Regions from separate parts of the Mus musculus genome. Here regions 1, 2, 3, 5 and 6 are each linked to region 4. The links are chromatin contacts, called in public capture Hi-C and promoter capture Hi-C maps. All regions are on one chromosome and are shown on one strand. The core of a region is the stretch at or near the end of the contact, and the rest is flanking DNA. Distances in the headings are between cores, read along the strand shown. Region 1 has its middle 34 kb from the start of 1700019D03Rik. Region 2 holds the start of Stk17b (serine/threonine kinase 17b (apoptosis-inducing)). Region 3 overlaps Inpp1 (inositol polyphosphate-1-phosphatase). Region 4 holds the start of Ormdl1 (ORM1-like 1 (S. cerevisiae)). Region 5 holds the start of Inpp1 (inositol polyphosphate-1-phosphatase). Region 6 holds the start of 1700019D03Rik (RIKEN cDNA 1700019D03 gene).

The links. Promoter capture Hi-C pulls out the DNA fragments that hold promoters and counts their contacts. Capture Hi-C pulls out chosen DNA fragments and counts their contacts.
Region 1: a contact with region 4 is called in a promoter capture Hi-C map of hippocampal neurons, with 5 times the contacts expected there. The contact joins the enhancer-like site here to the promoter of Ormdl1 in region 4. A contact is called at or near these places in 5 of 39 promoter capture datasets (cranial neural crest, hippocampal neurons, maxillary cranial neural crest and 2 more) and 1 of 9 other capture datasets (liver).
Region 2: a capture Hi-C map of embryonic stem cells shows a contact between it and region 4, with 2.6 times the contacts expected there. The contact joins the promoter of Stk17b here to the promoter of Ormdl1 in region 4. A contact is called at or near these places in 2 of 39 promoter capture datasets (erythroid cells and pre-B cells), 3 of 115 datasets of contacts at active chromatin or transcription factors (effector CD8 T cells, large pre-B cells and stem cell-derived neural progenitor cells) and 1 of 9 other capture datasets (embryonic stem cells).
Region 3: a promoter capture Hi-C map of pre-B cells shows a contact between it and region 4, with 2.5 times the contacts expected there. The contact joins the enhancer-like site here to the promoter of Ormdl1 in region 4. A contact is called at or near these places in 5 of 39 promoter capture datasets (the C10 cell line, hippocampal neurons, liver and 2 more) and 3 of 115 datasets of contacts at active chromatin or transcription factors (effector CD8 T cells, fibro-adipogenic progenitors and memory CD8 T cells).
Region 5: a promoter capture Hi-C map of the HPC-7 cell line shows a contact between it and region 4. The contact joins the promoter of Inpp1 here to the promoter of Ormdl1 in region 4. A contact is called at or near these places in 9 of 39 promoter capture datasets (the C10 cell line, the HPC-7 cell line, hippocampal neurons and 3 more), 2 of 115 datasets of contacts at active chromatin or transcription factors (memory CD8 T cells and pancreatic cancer cells) and 1 of 9 other capture datasets (adipose tissue).
Region 6: a promoter capture Hi-C map of adipose tissue shows a contact between it and region 4. The contact joins the promoter of 1700019D03Rik here to the promoter of Ormdl1 in region 4. A contact is called at or near these places in 2 of 39 promoter capture datasets (the HPC-7 cell line and hippocampal neurons), 1 of 484 Hi-C or Micro-C datasets (embryonic stem cells), 2 of 115 datasets of contacts at active chromatin or transcription factors (astrocytes and large pre-B cells) and 3 of 9 other capture datasets (adipose tissue, liver and pancreatic islet).

Annotation. Positions count from the first base shown.
Region 1 is chr1:52,985,439-52,988,213 of GRCm38.p6, reverse strand. It overlaps a transcript of 1700019D03Rik not described here. Among named protein-coding and RNA genes, the nearest start is that of 1700019D03Rik, 34 kb to the right of the region's middle. Within about 2 kb of position 1,308, at least 20 of the 459 cell types and tissues checked have an H3K27ac peak or open chromatin away from gene starts, as enhancers often do. A contact at or near this core is called in hippocampal neurons, where this site is marked.
Region 2 is chr1:53,783,954-53,786,653 of GRCm38.p6, reverse strand. Stk17b (serine/threonine kinase 17b (apoptosis-inducing)) reads left to right here and starts at 1,439. Exons shown (of 8, transcript NM_133810.3): 1 at 1,439-1,580.
Region 3 is chr1:52,798,155-52,800,854 of GRCm38.p6, reverse strand. Inpp1 (inositol polyphosphate-1-phosphatase) reads left to right here. Exons shown (of 6, transcript NM_008384.2): 2 at 1,319-1,570. The coding sequence starts at 1,367. Among named protein-coding and RNA genes, the nearest start is that of Inpp1, 18 kb to the left of the region's middle. Within about 2 kb of position 1,279, at least 252 of the 459 cell types and tissues checked have an H3K27ac peak or open chromatin away from gene starts, as enhancers often do. A contact at or near this core is called in effector CD8 T cells, fibro-adipogenic progenitors, hippocampal neurons and 4 more, where this site is marked.
Region 4 is chr1:53,295,667-53,298,366 of GRCm38.p6, reverse strand. Ormdl1 (ORM1-like 1 (S. cerevisiae)) reads right to left here and starts at 1,272. Exons shown (of 4, transcript NM_145517.4): 1 at 1,179-1,272. Pms1 (PMS1 homolog 1, mismatch repair system component) reads left to right here and starts at 1,339. Exons shown (of 13, transcript NM_153556.2): 1 at 1,339-1,481.
Region 5 is chr1:52,816,370-52,819,069 of GRCm38.p6, reverse strand. It overlaps Inpp1 (inositol polyphosphate-1-phosphatase), which reads left to right and starts at 1,382. Exons shown (of 6, transcript NM_008384.2): 1 at 1,382-1,668.
Region 6 is chr1:52,951,544-52,954,243 of GRCm38.p6, reverse strand. 1700019D03Rik (RIKEN cDNA 1700019D03 gene) reads left to right here and starts at 1,404. Exons shown (of 2, transcript NM_144953.3): 1 at 1,404-1,629.

The sequences.
Region 1 (2,775 bases), core at 59-2,558, 310 kb after region 4:
CCAAGAAAGGAACTAAGGAGTTAAAATGTGGAGGGTGTCATGAGATGGCTCTGGAGTTCCCCCATGCTGCCTCTGCTGGGATTGGCCATGTGACCTAGAAACCTGTGGGAGTTAGGATATTTCAACTGTACAAATAATGCATAGTTATGATTCTCACATGGCTTTAGAGAGTGCCTCAGTTGTACTACAGTCACTAATACACACATTACCTGTCACAGATACCTAGTTTTTTTATATATTGCTAAATATATAAATATATTTACAGGATACATATATGCACTCACATACTCCATGCACACAGGTTTTGTGATACATGTGCTGCAAAACAAGCCAAATAAGCTAAGACCTCAGTATAAACTCACACAGCAAAGCAAGTGTTCTAATAACATAAGCACTGAAGCTTGGCAAGCCCATCCTAAGACTAGCTGTAGCTTTTCAATATTTCCATCCACATCTTGTGGGCATGCCACTCGGTGGATGCTGGTGTTTATGCATGACATCTCCTAGAGTTGTGCCGAAAAGAGCTGGCATATATGCAGTTCTGTTTCTGAACATGGGCATTCATCTTTTAACCTAAGGACACAAGGATATCTGCATCAGTCATCACAGTGGCAGTCCGGTTTCTCATAATGTTCTGCAGTTGGTATGTGCTACTTATGGAATCAATCTGCATCTATCTTAACTGGCATGGGTTTTGCTTTGGTATAAATCAGTATGTGCATTTGTCTTGTTCTGTAAGAGCTGTAGAGCACTGTTTTACATATCTTGTAATTTAATTAGTCTATTAATTTCAGAGTAACAGTTAACTCTTTGCTCGAGTGTGAGGCTGTATAGTGAAAAGCTATAGTTTCCCTTCTTTTATGCTGAAATTTTTCCATTGGAAATTGAATCCATAAATTATTTTTTATAATTAAAAAATATATAGACAAAATAAAAATGAATTTTAAATATCTTTATACACTGATATAGAAAATGGAAATTATTTTGAGTATCTTTATGACCTGTTTGACTGACACACTCATGTCCAGCCATCAACACGTTTTTAAAAGCCAGTAAATACTTGCTATATGCCAGCAACTAAATTGTCCTCTTTAAATATAAAAGCCCATTTCAGGTTTTTTAGACTTTTTTCTTTAAAACAATCCGTTTTCAATATGAACAACAAAAGGCTGTTCTAAGGTCATGAGAGGAGAGGTGATTCATATATATATATATAGGATATTCTAATTTTAGTACTCGGTAGGGTGCAGCATCTGTCAGAAAAGAGAACAGAGCCATCCTGTGAGCAAGAAACAGAAGCTGACAAGCAAATGAGGAGGCAGGGAGCTGTGTGCTGTGTAATCACCGATATTCTAAAGAGCCTGTGGGCTAACTAGGTCCGGAGAGCATCTCCATAAATAGTCTAGTAGACCAGACTCGCCCCTAGAGGAGACCTTGGAGCTGGAAACACTTGCTCTCTGGGCTTCCTCCTCCTCAGTGCCCTGCCTGCAGACAGTATGGCTTCCCATCTAGCTTGAGAGATGTTCTCTCTGACTGCTAATGTCCTTCCCAGGGCCCTGTTCTACATCCTCGTCCATGTTTGTCTTTTTAGAACCAGCTGGGTTTGGGGGCCTTGGGATATTGGGGGCGAAGCATGAGGCAGTTCCTTGGACCAAATTTTAGACCATCTAAAACCAAGCGAAGTTAAGTGACTTACCCCAAGACACAAAGATTTTACAAACCATTGTGCAGCTTGTAAGATCTTATTTTGTTTCTCACCGTTCCCCTTAACTGTTTTTTTGATTCGATGTTTTCTTTATTTAAATTTCAAATGCTTTCCACTTTTCAGGCAAGTCTTCCCTTTGGAACTCCCCCTTCCCACCCCTTTTCCCCTGCTTCTACAAGAGTGTTCACCCCCACACCCACCCACTCCAGTCCTCCTGCCCTGGCATTCCCCTACACTGGGGCATCGAACACTCTCAAGGCCCAAGGGCCTCTCCTCCCACTGATATCCAACAAGGCCATCCTCTGCCACATATGTGTCCAGTGCCATGGGTTGCTCCACGTGTATTCTTTGGTTGGTGGTCCAGTCTCCGGGAGCTCTAGGGGGTCTGCCCTATTGACACTGTTGCTCCCTCCATGGGGCTGCAAATCCCTGCAGCTCCGTCAGTCCCTTTTCCAACACCTCCATCAGGGACCCCAGAGCTCACTCCAATAGTTGGCTTCAAGCATCCACGTCTGTATTTGTCAGGCTCTGTCAGAACCTCTCAGGGGACAGAAATATCAGACTTCCATCAGCAAGCACTTCCTGGCATTCATAGTAGCGTCCCAGTTTGGTGGATTTATATGGGATGGATTCCCAGGTGGGGCAGTCTCTGGATGGCCTTTCCTTCAGTCTCCACACTTTGTTTCCATATTTCCTCCTGTGAGTATTTTGTTCACCCTTCTAAAAGGCAATGAAGCATCCACATTTTGGTCTTTGTTCTTCTTAGAATCTTTGGTATTCCCAGCTTTTGGGTTAATATCCACTAATCAGTGGATATTACATACCACATGTGTTCTTTTGTGACAGAGTTACTTCACTCAGGTTGATATTTTCAAGTTCTATCCATTTGCTTAAAATTTTTCATGAAGTCATTGTTTTTAATAGCTGAGTAGTAGTACTCCATTGTATAAATGTATCACATTTTCTGTGTCCATTGCTCTGTTGAAGGACATCTGGGTTCTTAACAGCTTCTGGGTATTATAAATATAGCTGTTATAAACATAGTAGAGCATGTGTCCTTATTACATGTT
Region 2 (2,700 bases), core at 190-2,689, 490 kb before region 4:
CCGGAGATCAAGGAATTGTTTAAGTTTAAAACAGTTACAAACATCTAAACACCAAAAACGATCACAAGGAACTCCAAGAGGGCACTGGCTAAGCCTTGGTACTGACACTTTTGGATGCAGCTGCTGTTTCCTGGAAGAAAGTATGGGAACAATCTCATTGGTTTGTGGACACCTTAACATTTATGCTTCCCTGGCTAAAAAGATGCAACATTATCCATTTGACAACACTTAAAGAATCAATACATTATACTGAGGCCTGTCTAAATAACAACACAGACCTCATGAAATGGTTTTGATAACTTTAAATGCATGTGTCCTGGGACATACACTGCTTGGAAGGGCAAGCAGATGGCTTGAAGAAATCTTGGTTAAATGTGACAGGGGAAGAACATAAAATGGTTGCTAAGATGTTCTAAAAGCAAGAGAGTTCCACTCACAGAATTTTTCCCAATAGTTTTTTATACCTACTAAAAAAGTACCCTTCAGCAGTTCTAGATTCTATGTGTAGATGCTACATATAAACGTATAAGTAACCTAGGATCTTATATGTATGTAAACCTACTGTATCTAGCACGAAACTTTCAGTTTTTAAACAGTCTTCAATAGTTAACAGATCTGGGGGCCTGGGGGTGGAACTTAGAAGTGGAACCCTTGCTAAGCATGTGAAAGGCCCTGTGTTCTAACACTGCTAAGAAAGAAAGAGAGAGAGAGAGAGAGAGAGAGAGAGAGGGAGGGAGGGAGGGAGGGAGGGAGGGAGGGAGGAAGAAAGAAAGAAAGAAAGAAAGAAAGAAAGAAAGAAAGAAAGAAAGAAAGAAAGAAAGAAAGAAAGAAAGAAAGAAAGAAAGAAAGTAGCAATGGGCATTGAGCAGGTACAAGTTTTCCTCATTTCCCCTACCACAGTAAACCAGCAATTAGTTCATCTTCAGATTCTCCTACAGTGTCTTGAGCTAGTTAGTGTCTTAAGACATCCAGCTGTAGAGACTAGGATCCTGGAGTCCTATTTATGGCTTCAAGAACCCATAGCAAGCTGGAATCTCTATTTGTAGGGTAGGTTCAGGAGGTAAGGAAGAGGACAAGGAAGATTTGAAACACAGAACTTTAATCATCACAAGTCAAAGAGCCCGGACATCGGCTTCTTTCATCTCTTGTGTCCCGATACTTACACATCCCGGAACTACTCTGAAGGTGGAAAAAGTGGGAAAAGAGGCGCGGACCCCCCCCCCCCCCCAACCCGGCCTGCACACTGTCCAGTTCTAGGCTACATCCAGCAACCAAGTCTTCAGGCGCTCGGCGCTCCGCCCACTCCCCGCCCCCCTCCTGAGGCCCGGCCTCACAGCACGCGCTGCCGGCCGCCGCCCCGCCCCGCCCCCACGTGACAACCCCACCCTCCGTAATCGCTCCGATTGGCTCTTGGGCAGCAGAGGGCGGAGTCTGTGTCGAAGTACAGTGTCCCAGACGCGGCTGCACTTTTCAAACCTCAACTGTAAGAAGCGTCGGTCAGCGTCTGTGCGGTCGCCGCCGGGAGTCGCCTCACAGGGGCCTGGCTGACGGCGACCAGCCGTTGTGGGGAAGAGTGCGAGGTGAGCCCGTGTAGCCGTGGCCCGGTCGGAGGGAGGGCAGAACCCGCGACGGCGCGGAGCTGCGGCGGAGCGGTCGGTGTGGGGGCGCGGGGACCCTGCGGCGAGCCCGAAGGCCAGAGCCGGCGTCCCTGAGCGCGGCCATGCCCGATAGCCTCCGCGGCGTCTCGACGTGGTCCTCCGGGTGGCTCCGGGGCTCGCGTGCTGTGGGCGCGGGACGCCTTCACGTCGGGGCGGGTGGACGCGTCCGGCCAGCAGCCTGGGAGAAACTTTGCGGTCATCGCGTGGGCCGCTGTCAGTCCCGGCGTGGGGAGCCACAGCTGTTTCCGTGACTTTTTGGCTTTAAAGCAGTGGGAATTCTTCTGTACTTGTGACCCATCCTCAGACTAGACAGCCACATCATGGCCACGGTCTGGATCTTTATCCCGACTCGGCCTTACCGTGGGAAAAGCGCTTAATTTGGCTTCACTCTCGGGATATAGATGAGTGGAGACAAAGTTGAAAGAAACTTCACGGCCGGCCGGCTGGTGGCTAGTGGCCGTGGCTGTGCTGGGACTAGAGAAGCGCTGGCTTCAGCTTGCAAGTTGGAATTAAGAAATACTTCTGAAAGCCTAGGAATTTCAACCATAATCATTAGCTTGCAGTGTGACATTCACTGAGGGTTTGGCTGACGTCATGTTTACATACATGGTACCGATAACACCGAACCTCGCCGGCAGGTTTGATACCGTGTGGACTTTTTAAGTGTTCAAGACTGGGAGAGAGGCTGTGCCTTGAGCAGCAAGGTCTGCAGAGGTAACGAGGCAAGTGGAGGCATATGTAACATGGAATTTAGAACTCCAGGAGCACAGTTTTATTATGGAGAGATATAAACTCCTTTCTCATTGGTACAGTCTTCACAGTGAGATGCCCAGAAATGGTTTTCAACAACTTCATAAAAATTGAATCACAGTGCCTTAAAATTGTGTATATTAAAAAACACTAGTCCATGGAAATCGTGACCAAATTTTAGACCTGTCTTTTCACCTAATCTTTTTGATATTAATTTAATTTTTTGGTAGTTTTAATATTTCAAGTAATTGGTTTTTTTGAGATACACATACATTTTAGATAATTTTCTGGA
Region 3 (2,700 bases), core at 30-2,529, 500 kb after region 4:
GGGAGTTAGCACCTGTCTACTACTGCCTTCCAGAGACGACCACTGGCAGTAAAGCAACTGCAGTTGTGACAAGGGACATCTCTCCGTGTTGGTCATCTTTCCTTTATTTCTGTTGAGGAACATATTTCCTCAGGAAGAAAAAAAAATTGTTTTTTGAACAGACTTAAGACAAGCAGGCTCTAACAGTTTGCCACACCCCCACATCAGTGTTTTCACAGCTGAGTGGTTCCCAGCCTCAAGCTTCTTTTCATAGAGGAAACTGTTGTGATAATAAAGAAACCTGATGTGGGGTGTGTGGGGGCAGTTCTGAGCCCCATGTTTTAGTCTTGTGTAACCTTTTTTAGAAGTTGCTCAACCCTCTAAGCTTCCGTTTCCAAACTGTATGTCACACAGGGCAGGGTAATCTCACGACAGAGGAAGCAGAACGACTCAGGCTTTGAACAGGAAGAGGACCACAGAAGCATTTTGAGGCAGCACCAGTAGATAGGAGCCAGGTGTGGTGCACACACCTTTAGCCCTAGCATTTGGGAGGCAGACGCAGACGAATCTTTTGAGTTCCAGGCTACCCTGGTCTACAGAATGAGTTCCAGGACAGCCAGGTCTAGAAAGAAAGAAAGAAAGAGAGAGAGAGAGAGAGAGGGAGAGAGAGAGAGAGAGAAGAAATAAAGAATAGAAATAATGATGTAGGCATACTACATGGTTCTTAGAAGACAGAACTTCTCAAGTCCAACAAGGTGTAAGTCCCCTTGCTTTGGTGTGTAGGCTGCTACTTGGTGGCAGATGGAATATGTCCCTGGAATGTTTGAGTGGAGTTGGCTGTGAGCTGCTTTATAGTGCTTGCCCAAGACCGGCCTCAGAGTCTGGAAGACACAATGCCTGCTGCTCATCCACTTAGCACATGGATCTGGCAGCATGATTGTCATCCCTCACCATTCTCACAGAGAAGAGAATTACGTCAATGTAATTGAGATAAAGCTGTGTCATGATTAAGGACCTTGTAGCAATCTGCCTTTCCTCGGACGTCGTGACACTCTGTCTTGCTATGGCCCTGTAACATAAATTCTAATTCAAGGCTTTTTCTTTTTCTTTCACTGAACATTCAGTTTCTTTAAGAGTGTAATTGGTTTACAAGACTTTTGAGAAATACGTTTGTTTCAATCTTTAGATTGTAACTGCAGTCTTGCACGCTGAAAATGTGCGGTGACTCACTAGCAGGTCAGCTTCCCTGACAGGTTGCTGCCAGCTATGTGTTAGTGGGAGAGACGCCCTGACATCATCCCTGAACTGCTTTCTCTTTCATATTCTTGTGTTCTTGCAGCTGTGAGCCAGAGGGTGGGTGAGGCTGAGAAAGAAGCAGGCTTTAGAAATGTCAGACATCCTCCTGGAGCTGCTCTGTGTCTCCGAGAAGGCTGCTAACATCGCCAGGGCGTGCAGGCAGCAGGAGACCCTCTTCCAGCTGCTCATTGAGGAGAAGAAAGGTGCAGAGAAGAACAAGAAGTTTGCTGCAGATTTCAAGACCCTGGCGGATGTGCTGGTGCAGGAAGTTATAAAACAGAACATGGAAAACAAGGTAAGAGGTCAGGCCACGGTGGCTGCAGGACACCTGCCTCCGTGCTTCCTCTGGTTCCCTCAGAATAAACAGCAGGCCTTTTACTGACTCTTATGTTCTCTTAGGTCCAAACAAACACCTTGCAGCCTTGCCTTATTTTTATTACAGTATTAAAATGGTCTTTGCAGGAAATCATTGAAGTATAGAAAAGCAAACAGGATGAGAGTGCTCAGATTCCTAACCTGAGTATATGGTATTGACCCTCTTACTTATTGATGGGTTTCTTGTTAATAAATAATATATGCTCTCTGCACCAGAGCACACTGAGCTACATGCTCCCGAGGGCCACTGACGCTTCCTTCTGTGTGTCCACGCTCTGACCCACTTATTTCAGAGCAGTGTTTGGCTTCTCAGCTAAACCATTTATCTAATGTTTTGCTTTGGTTATGGGCTTGGAATTAGGCGAACTCTCCCTTTATTCTACTATAAAAATATGGTCATGACAAACACTGATTGTGATTCTATGTGTGGAAATGGCTAGAAAAAGCCAGGCTTCTTGAGTCGTAGCAGTAACACCAGCAAGCAGTGCTCACTGAGGCTGCATGGACTTGACTTTGTTACCCCTATAAGAATTCTGTAAGGTTAGAGCCATTGTTCTACTGGGATGAAGCTGTCACAGAGAGCTGGAGTAAGTTGCCTGAATTGACGCTGCCCAGCATGACAGCTTGAGTTCTTCAACATAGGAAATGGTTTCTAAGTCTGTGTCACTGGGCATTCTGTCGTCTTTTATATAACTCGCCCCACCTTCTTTTTTTTTTTTTTAAATTTGGGAGGATGGAACTTTATGATAGAAAATAATATAAAACACTTCAATATCTTTATTGAACTTTTTAAACCTGAGGACTACTGTAGAATTCAGTAAAATCTTGACCACCAGTGTGAGAAGAGAATACATGAATTATACAAAATCTCCATAGACTATATATTTTTTCATGCCCTTTACTACCTGGCTTTGGTGAGCTAAATGAAGGAAGCTTGTTTTCTGTTGTTACCAGTGGAGACCCTTGGATACAAAGGCGGGTTGGGCAACTGGACTGGATATATGTCAACATTTTATGGGTTGATATGTGCCTCTAAACAATAGAACAAGC
Region 4 (2,700 bases), core at 23-2,522:
TCCGCATACTACTTTTATTTCTCTGTGGAGCTAGTTTTGTCAAATATAATAATCACCAATAAAATAGTATTTTAAAAAGATGTGTGTGTGTGGGGGTGGGGGGACAGAACTGGCTCAACCAGTCTGAGTGGCAAGATGCTAACATGTAATGGAACATTTTAGCCATAGTCAGAGGTCAAAAGCATTTTGCTTTGATCTCCCTCTCTCTTGAAACAAGGTTTCACTGTATAGGTTGGTCAGGCTGTCCTCATTTTCACAGGTATCCTCCTGTAGAGTAGAGGGATTACAAGTGTATAAGCCACTAATGCCTGGCTGTGTGCCCCCATTTGAATAGTGAACCTAGAAATAACAAGCTGTTGATGTAAAATGAAAAATTTATAGGGTTAGGGGTTCAAATTTGTACCACAACTAGGTTAAAGTCATGAATCTTTCTCAATATTTCTTTAGCCAAACTCTCTACTTATTTATTTATTTACCTCCGCGCGCCCCCACCCACCCGCTTACTCCTTTTATGTTCAGGAAGAAACACTAAGTATTAGTATTTCTAGTATTAGTACTCAATTGTCGTGAGCATACAGTTTTGGGGGGGCCTAAGAGTTTACTTTGTTACAATCAAACTGAAATGGGTGTTGTCTGAGAGAAGGAAATGCGCTAGAATACATTTCAGCTTCTATTCAAAGATACCTAAAATCCTTTCTATTGCAGTGTTTGAAGAAAGGAATTTCACCCGGCTACGCAAGTGTTTCTGGAGTGTAATGTTCTTTCGGCTTCTCAAGATGTATGGAACAGGCAGTGATGAAAGTTACACTAAGGGAGAGTCTCGCGTAAATTTTGCTTCTATAATAACCAAGTACCTATAATGCACTTTTAAAGCTTAATAGTTCGAACATCCCACACAACGTAAAAAATTAAAAACCCAAACCCGCTGGAAAGAGCCTCACATTGCCACCTATGCTAGATTAGAAACCCTTTCTCAGCAGGTTGTGCCGCAAAGGCTTCGCTACCCGGCCCTCCCCGCCCGCGCACACCCACCGCCCCAGTCGCGGCTGCACTTCCGCGGCGCGCCGACCACCTGCGGACACCTAGGGTGCACAGCGCGAGCCCCGGAGGCAGCAGGAACCTGCTCTGCCGCAGGCCTTCTGGGCCGTGCCGCAGCTCTAGGAAGCCTTCGAGCTTACCGGCCGCCAGCTCCTGGCTGGTCACAGGACAATTCCCGCGGCAGCCACAGTAGGTCCTCTGGCTAGAGCTACTGGTGCGCCCCACCGCTTCCGGAAGGCTGCCAAGCTGCTCTAGCGAGCAGCCGATTGGCTGCCAGCCGCGCCAATCCCACTTCCTGCTGTGGGCGGGCCTTAGAGGAGCGCGAGCGCGGGTCCTGCTGAGCGCAGCCGTGCTTCGGTCCGAAGGACGTCCAGCGAAGTAGGCCGTGCAACTCAGGGTTTGCTGAGTGCTTGCCGCTGTGGGTGGTGAATGCGCGCTAGAAGGTAGTGTCACCGCGAACGAGCGTGCCCGGTGATGCTCGGGGAGGCTGAAGGCGCCTCCCGGGGCTAGGTGCGGATTTGCGGGGCTCGCGCGCACGCGTTTCAAGCCTCTGGGCTGGCTCGGCAGTAGTTGGAGCTCAGACCCTTGGGGTTCAAGGTGGGAAAGTTTTGTCTTGCTAGAGAGTGTAGCGGCTTGTAGCACTGTGCGTTGTCTCACACAAAAAGGTATTAATTTGTGGTTATTCCCAATGAAGACAGTGTACATCCTGAAGAGATGTGAATACCAGAAGTTCATCTCTATGAGGAAGGGGAGGAAAAAAAGATTTGATTAATCCATTCTCTTTCTAAATCATCTTTGAAAGTACTTTTTTTTTTTTAACCTTGGTGATTTGTATTTATAAAACTTTGTGAGTTTTATTTCAGAAATAACTCTGAAAAACATTTTAAAGTTGACAGAATGCTTGCGTGCGTGTGTGTGTGTGTGTGTGTGTGTGTGTGTGTGTAGGTATCTTTTATTTGTGTTGGTTCTGTGTGATGGTTGGGTTGGATTTATTCTGTTGTAAAATTTGCTGTTTTCTCCCTAAAATCCAAGCTCTCTAATCTTTTTGCTTTTGTAGATCAGTTTCTCTTTCTGATCACAGCATACTTCCAGGACTGTTGATTGGCTTCAGTAAACATGACTTCTTTTCTAACACTAGGACTGTTCCAACAGTAGGATTGTCCTCACTAGGTATGAATTCTTTTCCCACACTCCATGTGTTGTGTGCTGGAACATCAACCCTCTGGCTTTTCAGAGGAGGTCTTTAAGTGCACACCCCTTAATAATATGCCACATTCCTGAATATGTTTTCAATATACATTCACTGCCCTCAAAGCAATATGAGCCAGAGAGGAAGGGACAGATAAATAAAATAGCCATTTATGAGTTTGAATTAAAAAAACGAAGGGATGCCTAATCTCTTGGGAGATTGGAATATGGAAAAAGAGTTTTGGGAACTGACACAAGACATCCCAGAAAAATGTCATGTGGCCCAGGAAATCCTACCACATCTAGGTAAAGAGAGCCACATTGTAGTGTGACCAGATTAGTACTGTGTGTACATTTGGAAAATGGGATGAAATTAGAGAGATAGGGTAGTAGGGAATTTGGACTTAACATACTTAGCAGTTGAAAAATCTTAAAAATTTAAAGTAGGATAGCAAAGATACTTTAATTATAGAA
Region 5 (2,700 bases), core at 133-2,632, 480 kb after region 4:
GGTCACTAAGTGTGAGTGGCAAAGTTGACAGTGAGGAGGAGGAAATGTGCCTTGATCACCAGCAGTTTGCTCCAAGTGTTAATAGAGATCAGAGCAAGCAAGTGATCCAGTGAGATACGTATTGTAGGGTGGTCTCTGCACCTGCAGAGAAATGGGCTAGAGTCATAGCTCCTACTCTAGCCCCTCCCCAGTTCTGCTCCTAGATACAAATCTACTCCCATTTCCTTATGGTAAATGTCACATTTATATTATTCCTTGATTTTGCTGTCATGGATATGATTTCATAATTAATATCAGCTGTAACACCAAGAATGGACTTAAGAGAATGGAACTAAAGGACAATATGAGGATCTAGGCATGGTAGCACCCATCTGTACTCCCAGCACCCAGAAGGCAGAAGCAGGAGGATAGCGAATTTGAGGCCAGCAAGGGTTATAAAGTGAGACTCTTACCAAAAACAAAACAAAACAAAGTAAAAGTGAGAAAGAAGGCTGAATCCACTGAACCTGTGAGTGAATGGAAGGCGGATGGGGAATGGAAGTGGGTGAGGTGCCATCGCAGTACTGCGCATAAATAAATGGGAGCTTGGGGAGAGGTTGATGAGAAAGCCTGCAGGCTAGAATTGTTGAAGTGCTTCCCAGTTCCAGCCACAGAATAAATCACAGGGAAGCCGGATAAATCTTACCAGGACAGAAGGGCCCAGAGCACTCACAGAGACTCTGAGCCCCTTCTATCCCAAAGTTGAATGTTGCCCTTTTTAAAATTCTTACCCTTGCTGCCCTTTGTCCATCACCACCCATTTCTATTTCCACCTACCACTCCCAACTATATCTTTAAGTCACACTGAGCATTAGTTTAAAAGGGTTGCAGCAAGAGATGAGTTTCCCACCCAACATGTGCTTCTTGCCTGGCTGGGCCTTGACCCACAACTAATAAGGTCCAGAAGACACTGCTTTGACTAAACAAACATGTAGGAACCTAGACGCTTCTATTAGAACAGGGGGACTCATTCTAGCAGGAAGTCCAACTTCACAGCTTCAAACCATCTGTCAAACCCATAACACCAAGGGTTCAAATGAATGGAGGAGGAATATTCTCAAAGACTTTTTGGGTGCTTCTGAAGAAACAATGCACACCAAGAACTGTGGTTGAGGCAACCCTGACCTTTCTGGCCCTCTCAAGCAAATTGACAAAGCTTCACTTGTGACGTCGCGGAGGCCAGACTCAGGCTGGCTGGCGTGGGATGCCCTCGCCCGCCCCAGAAGCAAGAGGCCACCCGCCCCGGGGGAAAGAGGCGGGGCCGGGACCTGGCAGAAACTGGGCTGCACTGCTGGAGCCAAGAGAGGCAGGGCGCCTCCCCGCCTTCGCTGCGGTGACCTCCGGTGTTTTCCTGGCGGCTTGCCCTCCGGCTGTGCCCGCCACAGGAGGATTGCGCCAGGTCCCAGCGCGACCACCTCCAGGCGTTGGCACTCCCTTCCTCCTCTCTCGCCCCTCCTCCGCCTCTTCCGTTTCTCTGGGAAAGGCTGTATCCTCCTTGGGGCTCTGCATCCTCGCTTAGGTAATCCGCTTTCCTGCTTTCGCCACCCCTCCCCGGTGTCCAGCGTCTCCACCTCCGCGCATTTGGGTCCCCGCGAGCCTCGCGCGCTCCATCGCCTCTGCAGAGGGCAGGTGAGTCGGTCTCCGGCCGAAGGCTACTGGCCTCGGCGCCTGGGCCTGCGAGGTACCGGGTCGCTGCATCGAGGCCTCTCCGGCCTGCCCGTGCCCACCCACACAGAGCCCGAACCCCGAACCGAGAGGCTAAGCTCGCGGATCACGCCGCCCCCTTAGCTCTGCAGAAGCCACCGAAAGAAATCCAATCGCCCGCAGAGTAGCTTCTTCTGCTCGGTTCTTTCCATTCCTACCACTAGCCTCTAGGTTGAATGAGGTGATCTGAGAATGGTCAGAAGCAGAGGCCCAGGTTCCACGGGTAGGTGGCGTAGCTGTCAAGAAGTAGGGGAGCAGTTTGCCTGAGAGATGCTTCTAACGTGGATCCACGTTGACTGTCTCTAGAGACCCATTGGATGGGTGTAGACTAAACAGTCCGGGGGTATATTTTTTCTACATTTTGAAGTATGGTTTTGTGAGACATGTCTAGGCAGTGGGTGTGGACAGCATAGAAGGGTGTCATCTAAATTATCTAACCTGGCTTTGGTAAAAATCATATGGACTGTCAGACATGAGGTGTGAAAGAAAAATCTAGGGAATACACGTTAACAAGCGCGGTGTGTACTTTGGAGATTTCTGTCCTTAAAACTAGGACCGGAACACGTGGAAGTTTGCCCACTGTGTGAGGGTGTTCGCGTCAAAAGGACTGCGGCTTGAGGCCGTGCGGACAGGACTCTTAATATATATGTATCCCATGCAGAATGAATCTTTCTGTTTTGTTTTGTTTTGCTTTGCTTTTTTGGCTCCTTGCCCTTAATTCCCAGTTTTAATCAGATGGTAAGACTTAGGTCCACCCACCTGGTAACAATCTAAGGAAGAAAACAACCCCAGGGACTACTTTTGGCTGATGGACTAGCAAGATGACCTCAGTCAGGCATCTGAAAGTACAGAATGAAAGGGAAAATACAGGCAACGGGAAAGCCGATTTTAACCCCTGCACGTGCCTGTTTGCTGTTTTCTTAAGAACTTACATTTAAAGGACTTTTATAATACTTT
Region 6 (2,700 bases), core at 155-2,654, 340 kb after region 4:
TTCATATTCTGTTTGTCTGGTGCCATTAATCACACTAAATGAAAAAATTGATATGTTTGAGGCACAATATTTTCAGGTCAAAGTTACCTTAGCTGATTTGCACAGAACTAAACTAAAATGCTGGATTCACTTAAAGCTGAGCTAGGTCTGGAGGGACTTCTTAGATCCTTTGCTCTCTGAGTTAATTTTTTACTGAAATGGACCTCCAAAAGGCCCTGTTTATGTTAGCCTATAGGCTTCAGGCTTTTCTTTAGGAGTGGGGAGAGAGGAAAGTGCTGAAGTGTGTGTGTGTGTGTGTGTGTGTGTGTGTGTGCCCTTGGGTAGCATCTTCAACTGCTCTGGACCTAATTTACTTGAGTCAGGGTCCTTCATGAAACCTGAAGGTTGCCCCTTTGGCTGTGGGTTCTCAGGAATCCACTCATCTCTGCATCCCCGCCCCCCCCTCCCCCCAATCCTAAGGCTGGGCTCAGCCTAAGCATCTGCATCTGTAAAGCAAGGAACTGAGAGAGTTCTGCTGAGGTCCCTTGGGGCATGAATTTTGCATTGACAATCCATTGTAGGACAGGATGGAATAATGGTTCTTTTGTCATTCTCTTGGGGCGGTTACTGACGATGGGAATCACACAGACAGATGCAGGCATCTCATGGAATGAGGTCTAACTGAATAATGGCTATGTTTTGAGGCGCTTGTTTCCTTAAAGGGTAAGAATATGATCTTTCTTGATGTTTTGTTTTGAGAAACAAGCGTTTCGATATTTGGGTACTCGGGGATAGAAAAGTGCAATACTGGACGCATTTTTAAATTTAGAAGTGCTTGGTGCACTTCCGAGTGCACTGGGGCAAAGTACTTAGGTCTGGTGGTGTCTTAGGGTAGAGCTGCGAGGCGTGGCGTTGGGATCAAAACAGGTTTGACTGCTAAACTGGCACTGGAGCAGCGCAGCCTTCAGGGGAGGGCCCCGGGGCAGGTGACAGGAGATCACCTGCGGGGCTGGCGCCACGCTGCAGCACCGGACGAGCCGCGCCTGCTCCCACGTGGACAGAGATCAGGTGATGTCTCAGTCCAGGTGGCTCTGGGGATGTGGGGCAGGAGAGGGAGATACAAGCTCACTTAGCTTTCATACTTGGTGGTCTGGATCTTGCTGGGGAGGTGGAGCCGTGTGTGAATAGGTTGCCGGGTGGGAGTGCGAGCTGTGGCCCAGCACTTCGGATCCCTTTGGTTGTGCTTGGAACCCAATGCTGTTGGGCAGGGGTAGCCCCTGGCGGTGCCAACACTGAGGGTTGTGCTCCGTAGCCGCGGGTCCCTTGGCTCCACTTTCAGGGAGCGAGCCGCGAACTCGTGAGCAGTTCTGGGAGGAGGGGGGTGGATTAGGAGGGGTGCAGGGGGAGGAGCCGGGACCACTGCCGAAGGACGTCCGCCCTACTCCAGGGGAGACGTTGTCTCTGCTGCCCGGCCATGCCGCACCTTTTCAGGCTTCGGCTCCCTTCCTGAGGCCCCGCCCTGGGGGGCAGCACCCACCCTGGGAGCCCGGGCTGCGGCCAGGGGCATGAGAACAGCCAAGCGCCCGCGCCTCCTCGGCCGAGGCCGCGCAGACTTGCGATGGCGGTGCAGCTGGCCCGCTGCAGTGTAGGGTAAGTGAACATCTGGAAGGTGGGTGTCCTGCTCCGATGCTGTGACCTTTTGACTTTCCAACCCAGGAAAGCCGGAGTTGCAGTAGTTAATTTTATCTAACATTTCACAGCCAGCTGTCCTGGACACAACCTCACATCCTAGGTTCCTTAATTGAGCCTTTAGCTCCATCTTCTGATCTTGTTCCGAGCCCACAAACTAAAGTATTTCATTGCTCATTGCAAGATGCAGGTTCATCCTCCTCCCCACCTGAAGAATGAATGGAGGTTTTCCGGTAAGGACACTACATGCACAAGTCAAGCTGTCAGGCTTGTGCTGAGTGGCACATGATTAGCAGAGTGTCTGTACTCTTGGAAGCTGTGGGAGGCTGAATCCTGAGGGGAAATGATGCAAATGAAAGAGAAATGAAAGAATAGACAGTGGGAGCCCAGCTACCAGAGAAAGCTCCAGACGCAGTCCAGTCGTTTCTCTTCTATTGCTGTTTTGACCCCTCCCCCATCTTTTACTGAAGGTAACAAAACAACATAAACTAGTGGGTAAACTGTCCACCTCTTTTTAAAGATCCGTCACTGCCCGTATATATGAGATGGAGATTTTTGGCAAAATTTCAGGGGGATAATATAGCTAAGCACGAGTCAAGAAAATCCGTTTTTCCTTTGAAAGGGGTTTTATTTCCTGACACAGCTATCTTGTATGTATGGATGGGAAATGGTATTAAGTATAGCAGAAAGGTTCTGGGAAAAATAGTAACTTCATATTTACTCTTTTCTTTCTTTTTTTCTTTTTGCTGTGTAAGAAAAATAACTGTAGGTACATTATGAGATAATAAGGGTACTTTAAACTGTGGTCTGCCCTCAGGCAATTTCAGTATGCTGTCCACACAGCACTGCTGCCAGAAGCCAGGTTCTGATTGGCCACTTCAGTGTGAGGAACTCAGTGTTTGGAGTTATATCCTGCTCCTGTCAGAAAAGCCGTGTTTACACTGAGCTGACTTCTGCTTGTGTCTCCTCAGTCCTGCCCCAGCCAACAACCTTTCAACTTCCAAGATTACATTCAGGATGTCTACTTCTCTT